2 separate regions of the Mus musculus genome follow, and region 1 is linked to region 2. The links are chromatin contacts, called in public HiChIP or PLAC-seq maps. All regions are on one chromosome and are shown on one strand. The core of a region is the stretch at or near the end of the contact, and the rest is flanking DNA. Distances in the headings are between cores, read along the strand shown. Region 1 overlaps Pkm (pyruvate kinase, muscle). Region 2 overlaps Neo1 (neogenin).

Evidence for each region. HiChIP or PLAC-seq counts read pairs in DNA pulled down with a chosen protein or histone mark.
Region 1: a FOXA1 HiChIP or PLAC-seq map of pancreatic cancer cells shows a contact between it and region 2. The contact joins two enhancer-like sites. A contact is called at or near these places in 1 of 39 promoter capture datasets (pre-B cells), 3 of 115 datasets of contacts at active chromatin or transcription factors (embryonic stem cells, large pre-B cells and pancreatic cancer cells) and 1 of 9 other capture datasets (adipose tissue).

What each region holds. Positions count from the first base shown.
Region 1 is chr9:59,666,425-59,669,124 of GRCm38.p6, reverse strand. It overlaps Pkm (pyruvate kinase, muscle), which reads right to left. Exons shown (of 11, transcript NM_011099.4): 4 at 445-576; 5 at 26-212. Among named protein-coding and RNA genes, the nearest start is that of Pkm, 11 kb to the right of the region's middle. Within about 2 kb of position 1,289, at least 42 of the 459 cell types and tissues checked have an H3K27ac peak or open chromatin away from gene starts, as enhancers often do. A contact at or near this core is called in pancreatic cancer cells, where this site is marked.
Region 2 is chr9:58,978,028-58,980,727 of GRCm38.p6, reverse strand. It overlaps Neo1 (neogenin), which reads left to right. Exons shown (of 28, transcript NM_001042752.1): 5 at 1,967-2,103. Among named protein-coding and RNA genes, the nearest start is that of Neo1, 57 kb to the left of the region's middle. Within about 2 kb of position 1,382, at least 40 of the 459 cell types and tissues checked have an H3K27ac peak or open chromatin away from gene starts, as enhancers often do. A contact at or near this core is called in pancreatic cancer cells, where this site is marked.

The sequences.
Region 1 (2,700 bases), core at 40-2,539, 690 kb before region 2:
GCCACGGACTGTGTACCAGACATACCTTTCTCCTTCACCTGCAGTGAGATGAGCCCATCGTCCACGTAGATCTTGCTGCCCACCTCCACCACCTTGCAGATGTTCTTGTAGTCCAGCCACAGGATGTTCTCGTCACACTTCTCCATGTAAGCGTTGTCCAGGGTGATCTTCAGAGTGGCTCCCTTCTTCAGCTCCACCTCAGCGGTGCCGCTCTATGGATTAAAGCAGGAAATGGGAGTGTGAACTGAAGAAGCCAATGCCCCTGATGGGGGCGCTCAACTCTGGCTCAAAGTCCAAAGAAACCTCTCACCTTTCTATAAAGCCTGAATTTGTATATTGAGGAAGAAATAAAACAAACAAAATACCCGTTTCCCAGAGTGAGACTAAATAGGTTATTTACATAGCAAAAGTGTGACCCCCTACCAGGCTATTCTAGATACTCACGCCCTTGATGAGTCCAGTCCGGATCTCAGGTCCCTTTGTATCCAGAGCCACCGCAACAGGACGGTAGAGAATGGGATCAGATGCAAAGCTTTCTGTGGCTTCACGGACATTCTTGATGGTCTCTGCATGGTACTGGAGAAAGAAAGGCAGATTGGCAGGTGAGGTGTCCCTGTCCAGTTTCCAATCCCCACCCTGGAGCTAAAGATGATCAATTAGCAAATAAAAAAAAAAAAGTATGTCTGACTCCTGACCTTCACCCATCTCCTAACCTTAGCAATATCCATTCTTCCCTCTACACAACAGCATCAACTCCAACTCTCATACAGTTCCAGAATACTGCCACCAAAATCAATTAAAGGGAAGACTATAAACCCATCCTGTGGGACCCTTCTGTTGTCCCAGTGTCCCTAGGACTCACCAAGGGATGCTAATCAGGACAAGCAAAGACCCAGGATTTGTGTTTGAAGATTTCTGCCCTGGCAGCCTCTATCTGTTTTCACTATCGATCCCAACTGCAATTCAAACTCAAAGCTGTTGACTTAGTGAGCAATGGCCGAGCTAAACAGCTCTAGTCACGCAGACCCTGCTTTCATAACCACTTCCTCCGACCAGGAGCCTGCCCCGGTGCAACCGCCATTGCTTTCTTCACTTGTAATAAAGTTTCCCCAAACCTTTTCCCTTTCCTATCTGGGACTCAGAGCCAAGATAGCAAAATAGTTTGTTGCCAGTGCATATCCTTGTGACACTGGTGACAATGGACCATTCAATTCAGCACTTTATGAGTCTGGTCCTTGAACCACTGAGCACAGCAAAACACCTGCAAGCCTGTTTGTTAGGGCAGAGCTGGAACCACCATTCATCCACAAGGACCGAAGCTGCCCAAAGGCTGACCACCACCCGGTAACCCAGCTCCAGATATCCCAAAATATTGACTACCGACTGCCTTCATTTGCTTTAGAGATCCTCTAGAAGTTTGGATTTCTCCCTTAATTTCCACTGAAGAATTATGGCTGTACACACTGAGTTACACACCTCAGCACATTCACGAGCATAATAAACACTCTTCAGCTTCGTATATATAAAGCTGCATTGTGATTGGAGTATCTGGTGGTGAATTAGCCTTCTCTGCATGGTAACACTGCTGGGAGCTGGGTCGTGCTATCCATTATCACAGCTGTGGTTTTTCTGGCATGTAACCAAATGGGGAAGACTGGCAGCCATCAGTGCTATCCTTGTAGAGGCTCTAAATTTAGGCTGTTTAAAAGCCAGTGTGGGAGTACAGTACTGCCTGTTCAGCAAGAATGACACATCTTGAATATGTGAAAAGCAAGAGATGGGAATTAGAGACACAGCCAAAGCTGTCAAGATCAGGTGCAGCTAGGTGGCTGATGTTCCTGTCAGAGGGAAGGAGCTTGGTTTCCACGGTCTCCAGGGAATCACCAAGACCAGCACCACCATCACCCAGAGCCTCACTGAAGGTGCACATGGAATAAGAGCCCTGACTTGTGAAGCTTTATATTGTGATATAAAAAGGTTCAAAGTACAGCCAATCTCTAATGCCTTAGTCTGAAATCAAGGCAGAGCTGGCCTGCCCAGTGGTCTGGACAGTCTCACTGTCCCCTGCCCTCTTAGACCTGCTGCATGGTGTTATTTTACTGGACTCAAGAGCCCTAAAGGTCAGCACCTCCAAATCTATTTTTGCCTGACTAAACACACTACTCGCAAGGACCATGGCAAGTGGCCCTAGTTCTGTCTCTGAACTAGGCTCACCTTCTTCCTGGGAGCTCCTGTGGAAAGCCAGAGTTTGGAAAATAAGGACCTCTCCTGGTTTGCAATAAGATCTTACTATGTTACTGAGGATAGTCCCCATTCTGGCCTCAAAACCACAATCTTGTACCACCACACCCAGCAAGAATGTGTCAAATATTGCTTAGGTGCCTGAGGAACTATCTCAGGTTCCATGACATTTGGGCACTAGCCTCCAAGCTATTTATGGAATATGGGTTAGGGAATCTATGAAGATTCTCATGTTCTGGGGTTCACTTCTTGGACCATTCTTCTCCATCTATTTTTAGTCCAAACAACTTCCAAAGGTCAGAGGGCAAAACAGCACAGGGTTAATGCTTTTACTCTAAATAGGACACAGAAACCAAGAGGCAGAGAGGAGTCTCCTTCCCTCCTTCACCAATACCAGTAGGAAATCCACAGTCAAGTTAGAAAGTATTTAAAAAGCTGGGCGGTGGTGGCACAAGCCTT
Region 2 (2,700 bases), core at 133-2,632:
GTGGCTAAACCAGGAGACTTTGAAGAACAAGTACATGGTTGTTCTGCCTCTAGTTCTCTAGGCACTTAAATACTTATGAGTATGTCGAGGAAAATCTGAGAAATGCTGCTTTCTTGTGTCACTGCCTCAGAGAACGTCAAGACTTAAGGAGATTGCGATGTCAGCACTCTCCATCCTGGCCTCTCTATCTGGGGAGGCCAAATGTTCAGCAGTGTGTTTTTGGCTGAATTACTGAGTGTTACATGAGGAAACAGAAATAGGTAATAAAACAGAGAAGTCCTTCAGGTTGGATGTAGGTAGTTATCCATAATGTCTTTGTTTTTGCCAGCACCTGAGAAGTGTGGGCGGATTATGCCTAATTTATTACTTAGATTTCAGATTTCAATATTAAAGGGGAAAATGTCTAGAAATCTCAATAGTGCTGGGCTATGTAGAAAAACAAGGTATCGTAAGCATTAGGCATCCTTATTACATCTTTGAAAACAAACACACAAGATCACTATAGGGTTTTTTTTTTTAAACAAATGTCTTAGAATTGATAACATTTAAATTTGTTCGTATATGTTAATATAAAAAAGCAGATAGAATGAGGGATGTGGAAATGGTTTTGTAGAGGAACCCAAAGAATGAGTGCTAAAGCAGGAGGTGAGCAGCAACAAAGTATATGTCAGTGATTGGATAATACCTTCTCTTAGAAGACCGTAGTTCTGAGTGCAGGGACAAAGAAAGGGCTTGCTTACCATACTACAGCTCTTGGTGGTGTGATGGCTCACGCTTGGTGGTGTGATGGCTGGTGTGATGGCTGGTGTGATGGCTGGTGTGATGGCTGGTGTGATGGCTGGCTCACGCTTCCAGGACCATCAAGTACAGGAGTGGATTCTTCAGAGTTTCACTTTTCAAGACTTCATTTCTAGTTAGCACCAGCCTGGAAACAATAGTGAAATAAATAGTGGGTGGGGGAGGGGGGGGGGGCTTTTGGGATAGCATTGGAAATGTAAATGAAATAAATACCTAATTAAAAAAATAATGAAATAAATAAAAAAAAGCTTTAAGTGGCTGCTTTAATTGCATACCTGTAGATTTATATTCCTTGCTTTGTTCAGATATCTTTGTCTATTGATCTAGTTCATAATTCTCCAGATGAACTAAACTTTTTAACTTTAGAAAAATTTGAGAATATTGATTTTCAATTATTTCTGTTATAGGATTGTTGTTTTTTATGTAAATAGGCTTCTATCACCGTAGATTTATGAAAGTATTCATCATCTTTATTGTAAATGGAGTGATGGATGTTGGCTGATTTGCGCCCAGTACACACCCTGGGAGTTACTCAGTGGCATCTGTCCTTCCCTTTTCCTTCCTGTCTTTTTTTTTTTTTTTTAAATACAAACCCATCCCTATCCCCACCTCCTATTTCCTAGCCAGGTCACCATAGGAAACTTTCAGTTGGTGGCACCACCTCATGACTCGTCACCTCGTGACTCGTCGCCTCGTGACTCGTCACCTCATGACTCGTCACCTCGTGACTCGTCGCCTCGTGACTTGCTGCTTGAGTTAACATTTTGCCCTCTGTATTTTTCTTCCTGTTAGTAATCTCATCATGGCGCAGCTGTGGTGAAGTTGGTCTTAGATTGGTTGCAAACTTTAAAATACATAATTTCCATTAAGCGACCAGAATAGGGAGACAGCGATACACTGGAGGAAGTTGAATTGGTCATAAAAGTAATAACTCTTTGGGAATAGCTAGAAGTGCCAGAGATTGTGAAAATTTATTTGTACACGGTGGCATTTATGCATATAAAATAAGAGCAAAACAAACAAATTAAATTCTGATGATTTTTTTGTTAATCTTAGTCAGCTTGTAGCCATCACTATAACAGTGTTTGTGTGCTATTATGGGAAAAGCCTCATAGGAATTCTTTTCCTCATGCTGAAATGTATCGTTTTGTTTGTGTGTTTAATCCAGCTCTGGCAGGTTGGTCTTGCTAGCAGGAGGTTGCTTGGAGATCAGTGATGTCACTGAGGATGATGCTGGGACTTATTTTTGCATAGCTGATAATGGAAATAAGACAGTTGAAGCTCAGGCGGAGCTTACTGTGCAAGGTATGTAAATATTTACTGTGAAATTAAAAATGTTGTTTACTGTCCAGGTCTACTGATTAACAGTAATATGAGAAAGGCAGTACATCATAATCGTTAAAATGCAAACGTCTAGACCGTATCACTTGAATTCAAATTCTGAGTCTGCATTTCACAAATACAGCAATAGAAATTTTTCTTTTCATATATGTGTATGCAGTATGTGTGTATGCATGTTCACATGTGTTTGAGGAGCACATGTTGGGGAGTGCATGTCTAGTCCTGAGACTGATAGCAGAGTCTCTTAGTCAAATCTAGAGCTTGCTGGTGAGGTTACTCTTGCTACCCAGCTTTCTGTGGGGATTCTGTGTCTCTGCCTTCCAAGGCTGGAATTACAGATGAGCTGCCACGTGCACCTGACGTTTGTGTAGGTTCTGGGATCTAAACTCATCCTCTTCACTTCAGCAGTTAAAGCACTTTCTGAAATGAGTTTGTTAGAGAAAACTGTAGAGAAGTTTCACATAATTAAAATTTACCATCTTGCAGACCAACATGTTATTGACACAAGAATAGGAAATAAAAAAGAATGAAGTCCAACTATTAATTGCAGTACTGTGACCA